Linked DNA regions of Mus musculus: all the other regions are linked to region 3. Evidence: chromatin contacts called from public HiChIP or PLAC-seq and promoter capture Hi-C data. All regions are on one chromosome and are shown on one strand. The core of a region is the stretch at or near the end of the contact, and the rest is flanking DNA. Distances in the headings are between cores, read along the strand shown. Region 1 overlaps Pag1 (phosphoprotein associated with glycosphingolipid microdomains 1). Region 2 overlaps Zfp704 (zinc finger protein 704). Region 3 holds the start of Impa1 (inositol (myo)-1(or 4)-monophosphatase 1). Region 4 overlaps Gm33169 (a long non-coding RNA gene). Region 5 overlaps Pag1 (phosphoprotein associated with glycosphingolipid microdomains 1).

Region 1 (3,488 bases), core at 191-2,690, 610 kb after region 3:
TTTCTAATCTAAACACAAAAGGAGGAGGAAGTATAGACTTCAGAGATTGTCACGAGCAGAGAGATAGCCCTTCACCTCGGTAGAATTCTCTGCCACTTCATCTCTCTGTCATATTGATCCATTTTATAAAACACCCAAGATAGTTTTAAGACAAAAATTAACTAAGTTTTCAAATTTTGAATTACTAAGAAAGGAAAGTTTATGAAAATGTTTAATAATGCTGACAGTCTGCAAAACTAAGGTCATCTCACTACATGACTTGATGGATGAGGGATGCAAAGTTGGCTCTTTAGTGAGCGAGTGTGTAAGTGCGTGACTGAGTGAGTATGTGACTAAGTATGTGAGTGCATAACTGAGTGTGTGAGTGTGTGAAGAAGTGTGAGTGTATATGTAAGTGTGTGGGTATGTGAAGAACTGTGTGAGTATGTGTGAGTGAGTCTGAGTGTGTGTGAATGAGTGTGTGAGTGAGTGAGCTAGTGAATGCATTAGTGCATGAGTGAGTACATGAGTGAGAGGGTGTAAGTGCATGCATGAAGAGTATCTGCGGGTGTGAGTGGCTCAGGACGCTTGGCTTGCATCCAGTTCTCACATCCACCTGTAGCCCCCTTGAGCCCTGTCACACACTGTTCTGTGAGTGATGTGGTGACTGTCACTGTCTCCTTACAATCTGCTATAAAATGAAGGAAGTGAGGCAGAAAGACAACTCGGTGGGTACAGCACTTGCTGTACGAACATGAAAACCTGAGTTCAGATCCCAGCACCCACATGAAAAAGCCATGCATGGGCATAGATACCTGTAAGCCCAGCACTACAAAGAGAAGAGGCAGGGGATTGCTGAGTTTTGCTGGCCTCCAGCCTTGCTCTAGGTTCAAAGGCAGACTCTGCCTTAAGGGAGTAAAGCAGAGAGCAGTGGGGCAGAACCTCTGGGCTTCACATAGGCACACACTTGCATACACTGCACACGCAGATGAGTGGAATGTAGGATTAACTGAACTGTTCTGTGACATTTGTACATTCAGGTTCAGAGAATGATTAAGTGTCTCTTGCACAATAATCTTTTGAGGAAATGGACCCTATCCTAACTCCCTACTTTCCAAGCAATTATGCAAGCAGAAACTAAAACTAAACCCAGACATAGGCTCCAGAGTCAACAAGATGGACCACATATGACAGAAGGTGAAACCGCTGCTGACCATTGATGAGGCTGCAGGGTCTCCTGACTCCTGACTTGGGTTTGATCTCCTGGTAGGGGTGCCACACAGTCTGTCTGTGTCCCACACATATGTGGGCATAGAAAAGCATGGTGTTGTGAAAGAGGGAAACATAGAAGCTATTGGCAGTGACCTTAAATGTAGATTCCTTCTGTTCTGATGCAATGTGGACCTGAACTGGGGAAAGCCAGTGTGGGCTGCTGAAGTCCCAGAGATGCAGGCAGTGTCGGGAGTGGCTGGCAATGAGTGAGCAGGATGATGTAAGGGCGGTGTGCGGAAAGGAGAAGCTTTCGGGAAGTAGCAGGCTGCTTACGATTTCCTTTGCTTTATCTCTTGAACAGTGGGAAAACGTTAAAGGCCCTAAGCTGTGGTGTGATCAAACTTCCCATTTAAAGATAGCTGTCTGACTGAGGTTGAGGTCAGCAGTATGAAGGCAGGGACCAATAAATAGGTTCCTTTCATGCTAAGATGATGGTTGGGAGAACAAGGGAATACAGCCCTGGAAATGAAGAGACCAGGGTAAGCTGAAGAGAATGACTTTAAAGTAGTGTACAAAATAGCGACATTGAGGAGCTCGAAGATGGAGTAGATAGGAGAGTAAGCCGAGAGAGGCAGAGCTAGGCTAACCTCGGATTCAATCTAGTATAACTAGCTGAAGGCTGGTGGAGGTCTCAGCCTGGAAGACACCAGGAAGAGCGGCTCAGGTGCAAACTGGATACAGAGCCCCACAAGTAGGTGTCTATACTCAGCACCAAGGCAAAATGATGGGAATTAAGCCATGCTTGTAAACTCACAGAGAAGAAGGTAGTAGAGAGGAGGAGAGAGCAAAGTAAGGGAAAGAGCCAGGGTTGGCTCTGAAGAGCTTCCGTGCTCCCTCACTGGGGGAGGACTCAAACTGCAAAGGGATCCATTCATTATGTGGTTGCTATGAGAGTATTGGCTACTTTTCTTGTTGCTGCTACAAAGTGTCCCACGAAAAGAAACTTGAAGGACACAGTTTGAGAAGATAACATTCTGTCCTGTCCAGTGGCTTGACTGAGGAATATCATTTGCTCGTCTGAGAAATACTGAAGCAGTAGCAACAGGGCTGGGTTAGAGCTGAGCTTAGGTCAGGTCAGATCCCAGTACACTCGCACACCTAACCCCGTGCCTTCACAATGCAGCGCCTGCCTGTGCCTCTTCACCACGACAGACTACTCACTGGCTTCAGAGTGAGCCCCTGCCCTCAAAAGCTCGGTGTGGAGAGGGCTAGCAAGGTTGCTCAGTGGTTAAGACCAATGCTGTACCTGACCCCTGGAACCCACGGGTGGAAATAGGGAACCAATTCCTACAAGTTTACTTCCACATACATGCGAGGTCACAAAATAAGTATTATTTTTTAAAATTACATTAAAGAATCTACATGTGCAGGAATCTGATGATTTCTCATATTCTCTGTTCATTTCAAATGATAAATTGTAAATTGTTATCAGAATAGAAGGCTGTATTAAATCAGCACGGGAAGTTGCAGGAAGTAGTGTACTTACTGGGGATCCATTCTGGGCAAAGGCACTGAATTATGCAAACTTATAAGGTACAACCGTGGCTGATTTTGATAATACTGTTAAATACCACTCATTTTTCTATGTTTGATAGAAAAATAAAACAGCAGAAATCCTGATTAGAGTCTCAGTGGCGCTCAGCCTTCCTAACTGCAACCCTTTAGTACAGTTCCTCATATTATAGTGACCCCCCAACCAGAAAGTTATTTTTATTGCTGCTTCATAACTGTGATTTTGCTACTGATCTGGGAGTATAGGTTTGTCAAAAGGTTTGAAACCAGTGGATTAGAGAGACGTGCGGACAGCCGTACATGTGTGGGTGGTTGGAAGCTGTGTTATCCATGTGAATGAACGTGTGAGTCTAGACCAGATAGAATCTCCTCAGAAGAGTGGCTGCACCCAACTTTCTGTGCCATGGCCACAGGATTTGTATTCAAGACTCTAGCTGGCTTCCTGGATGGGACCCGCAGTGTCATGTTGGTAATAAGGGTACAAGTGCAGACGCAAATCCAGGGCTGGAGCCTTCTAACAAAACCAGGCATGCATGGGAATGAACAAGACACCTGAGAACTGTACCGTACCATAAGGTCCTTAGCCAAATATGCATCCTGTACTCACAATCCACTACTCTAGAGAAATACCAACAGAGCATGGGAAGCAGAGTTTGAGCCCTGCTTTTTGCTGAGAATTGAAAGAAATGGCCAAGATAGCAAGTTATGCGTGATGGAAGAGCTCA
Region 2 (3,304 bases), core at 628-3,127, 770 kb after region 3:
AAGGGGTCATGACCCCCAGGTTTGGAACCTCTGATCTAGATTGTTGGAACATGGGTGTTTGTTATTCTGTTCTTTGTCAGAAATTGCTTTTTCTGAGGTACTGTTGGACTTCACCCAAACAGCAATTACAATTTGCTTATGCAGAGTAATAGCTAACTTCTTATTATAACTCCAATGCCAAAGAACTTGATTTCCAAGCCAGTTAGTTATACTAAGGAAAGGAGAAATAACTGACCCCAAATACTGGTAGACCTAAAGGCCGTGCTTCAGCATGCGACAGATAATTAGCTGCCGTTGTGGTAGTGATTGCTCTGTGGAGTTCTAAAAGCCAGCTATTTAACACTTGCTGGATAAAATGAAGTAACGACCAGATGCCAGTCTGAAAACCGTCTGCAGAAACTCATTAGCCTTTGAAGATATAGTTCAGTATTTGACAAGTGCCGTGTGTGTGTGTGTGTGTGTGTGTGTGTGTGTGTGTGTATCTATCTATCAGTCTGTGTGTCTGTTTCTGTGACAGTGTGTGAATGTATGTGTTTGTGTATGTTTGTCTCTGTGTGTGTGCATGTGTGTGCATGTTGTCCTTCTCTGAGTGTGTGTGTGTATGTGTGTATCTCTGTGTATGAATATGAGTGTGTGTGTTTGTGTATGTTTGTCTCTCTGTGTGCATGTTGTCCTTCTCTGAGTGTGTGTTTGTCTGTGTGTTGTTTGTGTCTGTCTCTGAGAGTGTGTGTGTATGTATGTATGTATGTGTGTGTGTATGTATGTATGTATGTGTGTGTGCATGTATGTATGTGTGTGTGCATGTATGTATATCCTTCTAAAAGTGTCTCATTATGTGGACCAGGGTGGCCTCAGACTCCAGAGAGCTTTCTGCTTCTGCCTCAGGAAAAGATGCATCAAAGGCATGGACTGTCATATCCATCTTCTGGAACCCTTGAGTTCTAAGTCGGAAAGTAACCTCATCTGTAAACCACATTCCATGCGCACAGTAAAAACCCAGTGCTACTTTGGCTACTTCCTATCCAGTGTCCCTTAGAGCATGGTCCCCTGTGGCAAGCTTGGAAGTAAATGAAGTAAAACGTTCCGTCACATATTTATTATTTGAGATATGGTCTTGCTCTGCAGCCCAGGCTGGTCTTGAAAGTGGACTGTTCCTTCCACCACAGCGTCCCCAGTACTCACGCGAGCCATAATACCTGCCTTCAAAATTGCTGTCTTTTATTTCCTGAAGCTCAGTTAAGCCCACCAGCTCCTGGGTAAAAGATGTAATATTTCATACACATCAGGAGCTTCTCAGGTTCCCAGCTTGGTAGCCAATACGAGACCACTGAGAAAGGCCGCTTTGACATTTTAAATTGTTTTTAAACACATTTTCTTTAAAACACATACATAAGAATAATACAAATATACTCACTCATGTTAGAGAAACACTAAGACTATGATTTGTGGCTCTCCTAGGTCATTGACAGAATGTCAATAAAGAGAAAACTATCTTTTCTAAGAAACTCCTTCCTGCCTACTCTCTTGTCCTACTGTCTCAGAAACTCTAGTCTGTGAGTACCTGCTGCCTCTCTAAGCTGCACAAAGTCAGAAAGCTCCTGGAATCTGCACACACCTGCCTCTTTGTGCTGAGATTTGTTTTTTGGTTGGACACAGGGTTTCTCTGTATAGCCCTGGCTGTCCTGGAACTCACTTTGTAGACCAGGCTGGCCTCGAACTCAGAAATCCACCTGCCTCTGCCTCCTGAGTGCTGGGATTAAAGGCATGGTGCTGAGATTTGTACTCTAAAGCCAGTGAGCAGGTCAAGCACAGAGAGGCACATGTGCTTTCTAAGTGTCTTCAGTCACCCGGAGTCAACCTTCCAGGGAACTAGAGATCTGAAACCACCCTGCGAAGGGAAGTCATTCACTGCTCTCTTCTTCAGCAGGAACAAATCCAGGAACTAGAATGCTGGGCTTTCTGTTTGTTTTAAGTATCTCTTCCTGTCAGATGCTCGTAGGTGATTTCTGAGATTTAAGTGTAGACCTGCTGCCCTCTCTCAGCTCCTCCCACGCTCCCAGCAGAGCCATGGAAGCTGAGGCAGAGGCAGAGGAACCGTCCTGCTCGCACTGCCCTTTGTCTTACTAACAGTGATGGTACTGATATGGCCTTCATTTCGTAATGTAAGAAAGCCTGTGCTTTGTGACCCAAATTGCCTTATGAATTTTTGGGCAAGAGGAAAGAGTGGGTAGATACTAGTGGGTGTGTTTTAAAAAGAGCTTTATACTGTCCTTATTGCTGATTTTAAATAATAACTATTTGCCAATAGCTGTATACTGTAACCATTTACTCTTGAATACAGATTGCTACCACATTAAAATTTGCACCTGCTGAGAATTGCGCTTTGAATGGAGAGCATTAGGCTCTTCTCTCTGGATCAAACTGAATAGTTATGAAGCAAAATTCTGAGGGATGGAACTCTTGCAGGCATCGTTTCTATCATGTGTAACTAGTGGAGCCTTCTGTGGGATGTCCTTGGCAGTAACTTTAACCATCCAAGCCTAGTGGATGAAGAACACGGGGACAAGGTGGGGCCTTGGCCTTTACCTTGGCGCTCATACTCCCTCTCCCTCCCTCCTCCTCCTCTCCCTCCCCCTCCCCTCCTCCTCCTCTCCTGCCCCTCCCCTCCCCCTTCCCCTCCTTCTTCTCTCCTCTCCCTCCTTCCTCCCTCGGTCCTGCTCCTGCTCTCATACACACACACACACACACACACACACACACACACACACACTCACTCACTCACTCACTCACTCACTCTTAGTTTTTTTCCTCACACTTGAAGAACTGGTGCTATAACTGAGTGGTATCATGGTTGCCCTGGTATCAGCCTCTCAAAAAGGAAAACATAGGACTCAGTAACGCTGGCCAGAAGAAATCTCACTGTCAGACACAGTCTGTAGTCACAACATAAACACAGGGAGAAAAGATCAGCTAAAATAAATATAAGTACTAAATTTAGTAAAACATATCTCAAGAGCTGGAGAGATGGCTCAGTGGTTAAGAGCACTGACTGTTCTTCCAGAGGTCCTGAGTTCAATTCCCAGCAACCACATGGTGGCTCACAACCATCTGTAATGGGATCTGATGCCCTCTTCTGGTGTGTCTGAAGACAGCTACAGTGTACTCATATACATAAAGTAAATAAATAAATCATAAAAAATATCTCAAGTAGTTTCTCACCAGGTAATGAGGTTCTCAGTGGTGTTTTGTACTGTCGGTTGCGTGCTGTGCCTTAAGAAGCTGCCCTGTGTCTTACAGGAGGCAT
Region 3 (3,235 bases), core at 256-2,755:
TCAGAACATCAGACTCCTTTGTGCGCTTGGCTTTCAGCAGGCACTTGGCAGGAGAATGGATTGTGCTGAGTTACCTGACTGTAGCAAGGAAGAAGCAGCAGAGGCTGCAATGAGCCCCATGGAGTCCTGCTCATCTGATGGAGGAAGCTAGCGATCATTTAATGTAAAGACATCTGATACCTGGTCCCTCATCTGTCCTGCTTTGCAATGTCAGGGGAGGCTCTTTCACTCATACAGCATGCATTTGATAAGATTTTTATTTTCAAACAACTGATAATAGAGGACCCCAAAACCAAGCTCTTGAAGGTCTTTTGTGGAAGAGCAAAAAACCATGAGTATGTGATAGACACCCACATCAGTGTCTTAAGGCAGCAGGCTTCAGAAGAGTAGACTCATTTTGTCTTTGTGGGTTTATCAATCCGATTTGCTGTCCCTGCCACTCATCTCTGAGACATGTTACATGTTGTTGATAATTTCTTGTTTTGATTCCTGAGAACCAATCACTTCACAAGTAATTATGCCAGGGCATTGTGGTCATCTTGTGGGTAGGTCATCTGGATAGAGTTCCACTTAAAAGTAACATACTTACCATGGTACTGTTCCACGTGAGGAAACATTTTAAGAACCATAAACTAGCCTTTGTTGGTCATCCAGAGCAAGTGGTTGAGCCATGAAGATTCTCTGCGGATTTTGGAGTCAGGGTGCTATGCTCTTGTTGTGTGAGTTTGGGACAAATCCCCTGACTTCTCCAAGCTTTGTTTTCCTCATCTGTATTGTGCAGGGACTCTTCATGAAACCGTTCTAACACTTATGTTTAAGCACGTAAGAGCACAAGTGCTGTCTGGTGTGGTGGCAGGTGCCTGTAGCCCGAAAGTGGAGGCAGGATGCTCAAAGACTTCAGAAGCCAACCTATGCTACATAATGGAACACTGCTAAAAATCGACGCCTTTGAAAGCGGCTCAAAGACAGGGTGCTTGTATAGTATTTACAAAGCCTATGGTCCTTAGTATTGAGGGCTGCAGGTGCGGAGAGCAACTGCCTGCCGCCGTCAAGTCCACAACAAACAACCTGTATCTAAGTGAATTATGGAGAAGAGAGTTGGTGCAAAAAATAAAAATAAAAATCTCCTTTAGGCTTACAGGTTTAACAAATGAGAGTGCCCAATGACAGTCACAACTCCAATTTAGCTGTAGCCGAAGAGCAGAATGGGAAATGGGAAAATATAAACTAATAAAGAAATTTAACTAATATAATTTATATATAATTTAATATATAATATATAATATATTATATATATTTAATTTCACTAATATATAACATATATGATATAAACTAATAAAAAAATAAACTAATAAAGACAAAAGTGGAGATTTGAAAACGGGATTCTTAGAGAAGAAAGGGTATGCAGGAGAATGCCAGAACACGGTAACTTCAACCGGACCAGCCCTTACAAAGGCAAATTCGGCCCGGCTTACACCTCCAGTCTGAGCGAAGACGTGAAGGCGGGGTTTTAATGGGGCGGGACTTCCTGTCGGAGCAATCCCCGTTACCTCCGGAAGAGCCGAAGAACCGAGCCCTCGGACGCCGGCGGTTGAGCATCGATCGCGGTGCGCTCGCGCGAGGTGAGTCGGTTCTGTCCCTGGCTTCCGTGCAGCGTTATTCGGTGGCCGAGGCGGGGGGTTGTGCGGGCTGCAGACAAGCTCTCCCCATGCTGGGCCGGGGCGCCTGCCGGGCCCTCCTCCCGGCGGTGCTCTCCGTAGCGCTCCGGAAACAGCCGAGCGGGTTCGCCAGGCGGTCCTCGATCTCTGAGGTTCTGTGTCGCAGAATGAGCCCGGCTCTGCCCAAGCCCTCAGGGCTCTACACGGCAAGTTCCCTGGCTCACGAATTTACAGGATTAGGGGTGAACAAGACCAGGTCCGGTGATGTCCTGCGTCGGGAGCGGGGCCTGTATAGGATAGAAACAATTTTAAGTCTGTATGATTTTGTTCCCAAAGTGAGGGTGATAGAATATGACCCCCGTGAAAACAAGTCTTGAAGCAAAGGTCTTTGAAATAAAAGGGTTTATTGAGCCATTAATATATATCAGCTAGGAAATGGACCAAGACTTGGGGCACATTTTGTAAACTACCAGCAACAAAGCTAAAAAAGTGCCTCTGATGAGCTAACGCTATAATTGAATTTCAAGGCACAGGCTTTTAAAGTCTCTATTCTTGCCCCCCACCATGCTCCACAAAGCCAGAACAAACCCCAGAGAACTGTTACCTAATTAACTTCCCTTGTGTCTTCCCTCTTCTGGACCTCTACATTTTAGGGCACCTCAGAAATTTTTATTTATCAGCCTCCTTTCCTCAAGGAATATTAGAACTGATTAAGAAGATGTAGCATGCATTATAAATGACCAAATGTTGCATAGCAACAGCAGTTTTTCTGCAACTGTCTATTGCTTGATATCTGTTGGGTTGAAGATTCGATGGATGGCTTTTGAAACAGTCCTGGGGAGTCAGGAGGTGTTCTGTTCATGTTGTCACAAGGTAAAGTGTGAGTGGCTTGAGGAAGCAAGTGGTGAGGAGGCAAGCCCAGCCCAAGAATGTCCAGTTGTGACAGAATAGAAGAGAGCAGTAAGAACAAGTGTGACCAAGTTTGGAAAGCATTCTTGAAGAGCTGTAAGGAGTTTATTCTATAACTCAAAGCGCCTTTTATATGCTTGCTTGGACGCTTGGATCACAGGAAAAGGCGCTTAGGCGTGAGGGCAAATGTCTGTAATCCCACCAGCATTCTGAAGACTAAGCGAGGATGCTCAAAGCTTGAAGCCCACCTTATATCAATAAGAAGGAAGGTGAAGCCGTAGCCAGCAGCATCTGGTTGTGTCTGTCTGCTCTGTGTCCCTGCGCTTCTCCGTGTACCTGACGCTCTTACAGGGGAAGCACAGGGTGTGACTTGTCCTGGGAAGCAGGCAGAGCGGCCACCTTTCCTGGGCATGAGCACTTCCATGCTTCCCTGGGCTAGGGGCCCACGTTAGTGTTAGTGCGGTCAAGCCTGGGGTGAGTCTGGAGAGGTCAGCAGAAAGCTGTCAAGTCACTTGCTCACATTTCCCCTGCCTGAAGTCTAGGAGGCAAATGGCACCTTTGCTTTTAGACATAGAGTTTTCTTCTCTCAAACGTGGTAAGGGAAAGCAGGGAACTTTCCCATCAGAATTGAGCATACGTTCTGTAAAATCTGCTCATATAATACGGGG
Region 4 (3,352 bases), core at 132-2,631, 680 kb after region 3:
TACTTCTAACATTAATAGTCTTAATCATATTCTGATGGTGGTTTTATTTTTCAGTGACTGATACCCTTAAAGAAAAGAATTCTACTCCACAAGTGTCATCTCCCTGTGTAAAAATACAGGGCTGTGCATACACTATAAGCAAAACACAGGGACTTCCAAATGCAAATGAATGTGACTAGTTCTTGAGAAAATAAATTGAAAGCATACATACTATTCTGTAGACATATACAAACCCATGAATTCATATAAATGTCTTTATTCATTCATACACACAGAAAGAGTGCAAGTTACTCTTCCTGATGATGAACAGTTATGAACTGTTTAAAATGCTCATTGCTTTTTACCAAGGTCAGCGGGGGACATCTGTGTTACAAAGGGAAGTGGGACGCCTTTCCGAGGACCACCCTAGAGCTGGATCCAGAGAGGTGAAGAGTCCAGAGTGAGGGAGATGAACTGCACACAGGTAACCATGCTCTGAGTTCAGGGGGATGGGGCGGGTGCTGGCACAGTTTGAAGAAGGCCCTTTCTTTGACAGAAAGGTGAAAAGGGAGAGGAACAGAGAGGTTGGGATGGATGCTGGAGGGCTCCTCAGCAGAAGTCAGAAGGAAGGGAGGAGAGTTACAGGACCATAACCCTGTAGTTGAAGGGCCACTGGAAATGAGTGCGTTGTGAAACTCGGGAGCAGCCAGGCCTCCCTGGGGTAGCCCTTGCCTATGATCCCAGCAGAGGTAGGAGGTTCAGAGGTTCAAGGTCACCCTCAACTATTCAGTAACTTCAAGGTTGGCCTGGGCTACAAGGACAGTATGTGCCTTTAATCCCAGCACTAGGGAGGCAGAGGCAGGCAGATTTCTGAGTTCGAGACCAGCCTGGTCTACAGAGTTAGTTCCAGGACAGCCAGGGCTATACAGAGAAACTCTGTCTCAAAAAACCAAAATAAATAAATAAATAAATAAATAAATAAATAAATAGGACAGTATGTAAACAAGCAAACCACTAATAAGTAAATAACTTTAAAAACAGCTCTGGGACTGAGCTCAGCGGTTAAGAGCACTGACTGCTCTTCCAGAGGTGCTGAGTTCAATTCCCAGCAACCACATGGTGGCTCACAATCATGTGTAATGGGATCTGACACCTTTATCTGGTGTGTCTGAAAACAGTTACAGTGTACTCATATACGTTAAAAAAATTTTTAATCTTAAAAAAAAAAAAAAGCAAACAACTCTGCAACAATCTGGGGACAGCAGCGGACTAGAGGGGCCGTAGAAAGCTGAGTGAGGATTAGAGCCATGTAAGATGTGAGAAGGAATAGAAGCGGCTCTCAGGAGGAGCCTGAGGACTGGGTGGGGGAGGGGAGCGTTCCCGGAGCTGCTGAGAGCAAGGGCCCCTAAGCACAGGCACACCCTGTTTGGTGACAGAGTTCCTTTGGTGACAAGCTTCTGGGGCATCCTGGTTTGTGCGTCCAGAAGCTTCATCAGGTGCAAGAACCTTTTTGGGAGAAAATGTATAAAATACGTTATTTAGGAAGAGCATCTTTAGAGTAAAAGAAATGGCAGCAAATTAAGGGTAACAAAAAGCTGAAAAACAGCACCTCTAGAAATGGTAATTTTCTTATAATTGTCAGTCAGCACGTAGCATTATTTATCTACATTTTCTCCATATCTTTTCTTTTTTAAAAATGAAAGTTATAGAATATAAAATTTACCATTTCAAAGTGTGCAGTCTAGTGTTTTTTTTTTTTTTCCTGTCTCCTCAGAAGGAAAACCCACATCCATTCCACAGTTACCCTGTTCCCCCACAAGCACCTCCTCACCGCCCATCCACTCCTGTCCGTGCGGGAGGGCTGAGCGGTCCCTCCTCTGGCGCGTGTGCACAGTGGTCCTTGTGAGTTTTCATGGTACTGTCTCTCCTTCTCTGGATGGACAGTCTCCATCACCCTACCTTCAAATCACCAATTATTCTACTTGATCAGATCTACTATTGAGTGTTTTCAGTGAGCTGTGAATTTCCGATATTATGCATATTAGCTCCGGAATGCTATTGGACTTAAAAACAAAAAAAACAATCTCTGTCTCATTATCAGTGCTCTGCACTTGAAAAGTCTGATGCCTTTCAACTTTCTAATGAAGAAACTGAATATTTTATTAGTTATTTTCCTGTAAAACTGTTGCTTAACCAGTAAAACAGAGCCAGCAGATATAGCACACTGCACAATTAAGATAACATTGTTCATGTGTCCCTATTCAACTAAAACACTTTCCTCCACACCCAGTAGCTCCAGCAGGATGGTCATTAAATATCTTGACCTAGATCCAGAAATAAAGGAAAGCAAGTTACAATATTATGTAAAGCTTCTAACAACGTTATCTGAGAAATACGTCATTTCTTAAAAACAGTTTTATCACAGATAATCCCATGAACTATGAATACAGGAGCCTAGAGCCAAGTCTAAAATAAAAGTGAGCCGAGCGGGCTGGAGAAATGACTCAGAGGCTAATGACACCTTCACCCTCTGTAACTTGTAACTTGTAGTGGTTTGAGTGAGCAATGGCTCCATGGGCGCAGGTACTTGAATGCTTGGTCCCTACGTGGTGCTGCTGTTTGGGGAGGTGGTCCAGCCTTGCTGGGGGAAGTATGCCTCTGGGGTAAGTTCTGAAGGGCTCACAAGCTTGTCCACTTCCTGTTCTCTCTGCTTGCTGTTGTGGTTTAAGATCTGGCCACTCAGCTGGCTGCTCCTATGGCCGGCTGCCATACCTTCCCTTTACTCTGGACTCTCCCTCTGGGAGCATAAACTCCTCCCTGTGCTCTCTTCATTATCAGATATTATCACAGCAAAGGAAAGTAACTAATATTCTGCTTTTAAGGAGGACACAAGTTCTTTTCCCAGCACCACGCTGCTATATTTACCACTGCCTGGAACTCCAGTTCCAAGGACGCATGCGCATGTGCACACAGACAACACACAAAGATAAACCTAATACAGGAACAAACTCTTAAATCTGGAGTGTTTTCTCTCATAGCAGTATGCAGTGTGAAGAAAGTTCCTTTGCCTAATGTTCTTATTTTCCGTCTTCTACCCCCACCAGTTGTAGGGCAGATTTGCTGGCACCGGCAGCTTTCAGTCCTCTGCAGGTTGTCTGTATTTCTCACGTACCTCTCCACTCCTTAGCTAAACCACTTCTTTTGTTTGTTTGTTTTTGTTTTTCGAGACAGGCTGTCCTGGAACTCACTCTCGAATTCAGAAATCCACCTGCCTCTGCCTGCCAAGTGCTGGGATTAAAGGCGTGCGCCACCACTGCCTGGCAGCCAAACCACTTCTAAAGGGTGCTTCATCATCAAGCCCCTCCAAACGAGC
Region 5 (3,327 bases), core at 542-3,041, 630 kb after region 3:
CCACAGTTGTCCCATGGGGCACATACATATGTATGCGCGCGCACACACAAACGCCTATATAAATAAAAATGAATTTAAAATTGAAAGTTAGGAATTACGTACGCACATACACATGTGTAGCAAACATTTCATACTGCCTTGGCTAAGGCGTATTAACGCAAACAAGCATATTTTGCTTGCTTTGGGGTGCTGGAAGTCTTTATTGACTCCTCATACTAAGATGATAAACTACCCACTGCTTTGGATGCTCTGCTACACACTGGTGCATCCCCAGTCAAATCCCATGTGAGGAAATCAAACATCACAGCACAGACTTGAAGAGAGCCAGCCAGGTTCCAGGCACGCCTACCTTCTGTGAACATCGCCCTGGCGGCTGTGAGGCCTTGCTCCTGACAGGGAGGCTCTGTGTTTCTTATGTGAAGTGCTGCTAGAGACCTTTCAGATTCTGAAATAGAGGTAGCTAACCTGGAGAGAAGACACAGGTGTGAGCGTGGCATTCCTGTGGCTGTCGGAGTCTCCTCGTACACAACCGTAATTTTACATGGTTTCAGCACACATGCATTTCAAGCTTCTGACAGCACCACAGCAGCACTCAGCAATCAGGTCAGGGTTCTTTCTGGTTTGGGATCTTGATATCGGGACTGCTCAGCCTTTCCCGGGAAGGGATTCTGAACGTGTAGTGTCGTTCTCTCTGCAGGAGGATGAAGCCTTCTAGACCCATGTGATCTCCTATGAAGAACTGACCCCACCTGCTGGTCACCCCAGCTCCCACCATGGGCCCTGCAGGAAGCGTACTGAGCAGTGGGCAGATGCAGATGCAGATGGTCCTGTGGGGAAGTCTGGCTGCCGTGGCCATGTTCTTCCTCATCACCTTCCTCGTCCTCCTGTGTTCCACTTGCGACAGGTTAGAACAAACATGCATGTTCTAGAGCCTAAACCTGCTGTTTTCCCTGTGTCCCACGGAGCCTCTTTATTAAGAGCCTCCCTGGCCCACATTCATGGGTTGGTCACAAAGGGCATTCTTCATTCGTCAATTGAAAATGCTTATTGATCTTCCTGGAGGGCAAAGCAAAGAGCCCTTCCTATCTAAATGTCTGGAATGAATTCTGCAATTCTTTGAGCACAGTCTTTGTGTGCTGTCTTTGGCCATGGGCATACTGAAATCTAAGTGTGAGGTACTACATCCTGTTGCCACAGTGGGAAGTCACTGAGGGTGCTCACTATTGCGTGGCCTGGAGAGCTCACATATTAGTAAAACTGTGTGTGATAAACTGCCCTTTAGGAAGACATAGGCTTGTATTTCCTACAAGAGAGGCTCACTGAAAATGGAAGCCTTTTTTCTCTTTTTTTCAGCATTATACTTGTCTCCCTTGGCTCAGGGAGAAGTGAAGTTCTTTGTAACCAAGACGGATGCCCAGAACTGTCAGAGATGATGCAGGGTGCAGCCTTCTGGTCTAGCTGGGAGCCAGTGGGAACCAGCTTAGCCAGCTCCATACTCAACTCTCTCGATTTGGATCCCATTCTAAAATCTGTCAAAAAGAGAAACCCATGCCCTCTGGCCTCTGCAGCCTCTCCTAGTCCCTGCCAAGCAAGGACTCAGGTCTTGAAGGACAGGACAAGCCTAGAGACACTAGACTTGGCTCCCCAAAACTTCAAGAATCTGCTACTGTAATGACTCACTCTCCCGCTAGGTGTCACCCTCTTCTCGCCACAGATAGAAATGTGGTCTTTACAACCAATGGCTTTCTTTAGCCTGTTCTGTGTAAAACACATTCTGTTTTTACTAGGCAGACTTTTCCGTAGACTGGAAGTACCTATGACTCATCCTGAGAGAATGTCACCTCCCTGATGTGCCAAAGTAGTATCTCCCATATTTTCTCTCATCCCTTACGGCACGTGACTTCACAGACTCTTAAGGGAGAAGATGAGGTCATTGTTAGGATTTGCTAAAGAATAAAGGCAGTGTCTGTCATCTGAGTGTTCCAGGCACAGACAGATCCTGCTTGCAGCCCGCTGTCTCCCGTAGTGAACTTGACCCTCTGGGAAGGGGTGTGCCAGAAGCGGGCTCAGCCTTTGCTGTAGGTCAGGACTTTTTCTGATCTAGTTTTATTAACCTGGTTAATAAAACCAGAGAGGCGGAGCTGATAAATGTTAGGCTAGGGAAGTATGGTGTCCACTTCACTTTAAGGGACACATTTGACATCAGAATGGTATTTTCTTCTCCCTTTCAGAGAGAAGAAGCCACGGCAGCATAGCGGGGACCATGAGAACCTGATGAATGTGGTAAGCCTCGGTGTGGCTGTCTGTCTGTCCGAGTACACCTCTCCAGGCATGGCGCTACTGGCTTTCGACACAACTGAAGCTGGCATGGGGACGTAAATGGATATTAGCTGTGGCTTTCTGTATACTGTATGTACGGCTGGGAGCCTGGCTTGACCAGTGTTCAGGGTAGCTTCTGCAGAGATGTCTTCATGCCCCTCCTGGTCTGGGAGGGCTGTCACAAGGAACAACTAGACAATTCATCTAAGATTTCTTGTCTCTCTGCTCTGGAGAGCAGAGTCCAGCATTCAGTGTTGTCACACGAGCCCCTTCCAGAGCTAGATCTGTTCCCAAACTCAGCTCCTTAGTGCACACCCACCTAGTCCTTGCTGTCACCTTCCCTCTCTGAATGTATGTCTTGAAGCCAAGATAGCAACTGTACCTCTCTGACTTCAGTCCTAACTAGTGCCATCTGAAATAGCCCTGCTTTCAGATGAGGTTAGGCTGTGGCACTAGGGACTGAGATTTTGGCATGCATTTGGGTGGCGCTGCAGCCATTCATCGGGGCCTGGAGCCCACAGCATAGCTTGGCCTTGGTGCGTTATCGGATCGTCAGCATTTGATGGGATCCTGAGAGACCCAGCAGTCTCAAGGAGAGAGCTGTCCACCTGGGTGGTGACCTTTTGTTGTGCCCTTAAGTGGCAGCAGCCTCAGCAGCTGTGTCTGCAGGGCTGGGTTGAGCTCCCGCTGGGCCCCAGGGCAGGTCTAGGAGAGAGGGCGCTTCCTGCTCCCAGCCAGGAAGCACATATGCATTTAAACTCTGGGGGGCCTGGGCTGTTTGCACCCAGCAAGCATGTTCAGAGCACATGCGTGAGGTACCAGGCTGCCTGAACCCCCACTTCCCAGTGTGCCTGTAGCCCAAGCAGACAGGAAGCTCCTCCTGGACCCCAGCCAGGGCTCTCTTCCTTTGTCTGAGACCACCCATCACAGCCACCCCGGACCTCAGCATCTCTCCTGCCCTGACTGATGTTCTCCTGCTATTTTCACCTCTTATCTTGTCTCACTCCT

Evidence for each region. Promoter capture Hi-C pulls out the DNA fragments that hold promoters and counts their contacts. HiChIP or PLAC-seq counts read pairs in DNA pulled down with a chosen protein or histone mark.
Region 1: an H3K4me3 HiChIP or PLAC-seq map of bone marrow-derived macrophages shows a contact between it and region 3, with 11 times the contacts expected there. The contact joins the enhancer-like site here to the promoter of Impa1 in region 3. A contact is called at or near these places in 1 of 39 promoter capture datasets (cranial neural crest), 1 of 15 datasets of contacts at CTCF or cohesin (the NIH/3T3 cell line), 6 of 115 datasets of contacts at active chromatin or transcription factors (astrocytes, bone marrow-derived macrophages, pro-B cells and 1 more) and 2 of 9 other capture datasets (adipose tissue and liver).
Region 2: a contact with region 3 is called in an H3K4me3 HiChIP or PLAC-seq map of bone marrow-derived macrophages, with 7 times the contacts expected there. The contact joins the enhancer-like site here to the promoter of Impa1 in region 3. A contact is called at or near these places in 4 of 39 promoter capture datasets (the HPC-7 cell line, embryonic stem cells, liver and 1 more), 2 of 115 datasets of contacts at active chromatin or transcription factors (bone marrow-derived macrophages and large pre-B cells) and 1 of 9 other capture datasets (macrophages).
Region 4: a contact with region 3 is called in a promoter capture Hi-C map of embryonic stem cells, with 3 times the contacts expected there. The contact joins the enhancer-like site here to the promoter of Impa1 in region 3. A contact is called at or near these places in 2 of 39 promoter capture datasets (embryonic stem cells and pre-B cells) and 2 of 115 datasets of contacts at active chromatin or transcription factors (both in embryonic stem cells).
Region 5: a promoter capture Hi-C map of neural stem cells shows a contact between it and region 3. The contact joins the enhancer-like site here to the promoter of Impa1 in region 3. A contact is called at or near these places in 8 of 39 promoter capture datasets (the 3T3-L1 cell line, 3T3-L1-derived adipocytes, the C10 cell line and 5 more), 1 of 15 datasets of contacts at CTCF or cohesin (the NIH/3T3 cell line), 12 of 115 datasets of contacts at active chromatin or transcription factors (the NIH/3T3 cell line, T-cell acute lymphoblastic leukemia, astrocytes and 5 more) and 2 of 9 other capture datasets (adipose tissue and liver).

The regions. Positions count from the first base shown.
Region 1 is chr3:9,723,368-9,726,855 of GRCm38.p6, reverse strand. All of the region lies in intron 3 of Pag1 (phosphoprotein associated with glycosphingolipid microdomains 1), which reads left to right. Among named protein-coding and RNA genes, the nearest start is that of Gm33169, 62 kb to the right of the region's middle. Within about 2 kb of position 1,440, at least 48 of the 459 cell types and tissues checked have an H3K27ac peak or open chromatin away from gene starts, as enhancers often do. A contact at or near this core is called in adipose tissue and bone marrow-derived macrophages, where this site is marked.
Region 2 is chr3:9,555,169-9,558,472 of GRCm38.p6, reverse strand. All of the region lies in intron 2 of Zfp704 (zinc finger protein 704), which reads left to right. Among named protein-coding and RNA genes, the nearest start is that of Zfp704, 53 kb to the left of the region's middle. Within about 2 kb of position 1,877, at least 8 of the 459 cell types and tissues checked have an H3K27ac peak or open chromatin away from gene starts, as enhancers often do. A contact at or near this core is called in bone marrow-derived macrophages, where this site is marked.
Region 3 is chr3:10,329,709-10,332,943 of GRCm38.p6, reverse strand. It overlaps Impa1 (inositol (myo)-1(or 4)-monophosphatase 1), which reads left to right and starts at 1,505. Exons shown (of 9, transcript NM_018864.6): 1 at 1,505-1,622. It overlaps Slc10a5 (solute carrier family 10 (sodium/bile acid cotransporter family), member 5), which reads left to right. Exons shown (of 1, transcript NM_001010834.2): 1 at 1-1,210.
Region 4 is chr3:9,646,555-9,649,906 of GRCm38.p6, reverse strand. Gm33169 (a long non-coding RNA gene) reads left to right here. Exons shown (of 6, transcript XR_878676.2): 5 at 349-463; 6 at 1,754-2,295. Among named protein-coding and RNA genes, the nearest start is that of Gm33169, 15 kb to the left of the region's middle. Within about 2 kb of position 1,381, at least 50 of the 459 cell types and tissues checked have an H3K27ac peak or open chromatin away from gene starts, as enhancers often do. A contact at or near this core is called in embryonic stem cells, where this site is marked.
Region 5 is chr3:9,703,660-9,706,986 of GRCm38.p6, reverse strand. Pag1 (phosphoprotein associated with glycosphingolipid microdomains 1) reads left to right here. Exons shown (of 9, transcript NM_001195031.1): 4 at 698-904; 5 at 2,232-2,283. The coding sequence starts at 774. Among named protein-coding and RNA genes, the nearest start is that of Gm33169, 42 kb to the right of the region's middle. Within about 2 kb of position 1,791, at least 124 of the 459 cell types and tissues checked have an H3K27ac peak or open chromatin away from gene starts, as enhancers often do. A contact at or near this core is called in T-cell acute lymphoblastic leukemia, bone marrow-derived macrophages and neural stem cells, where this site is marked.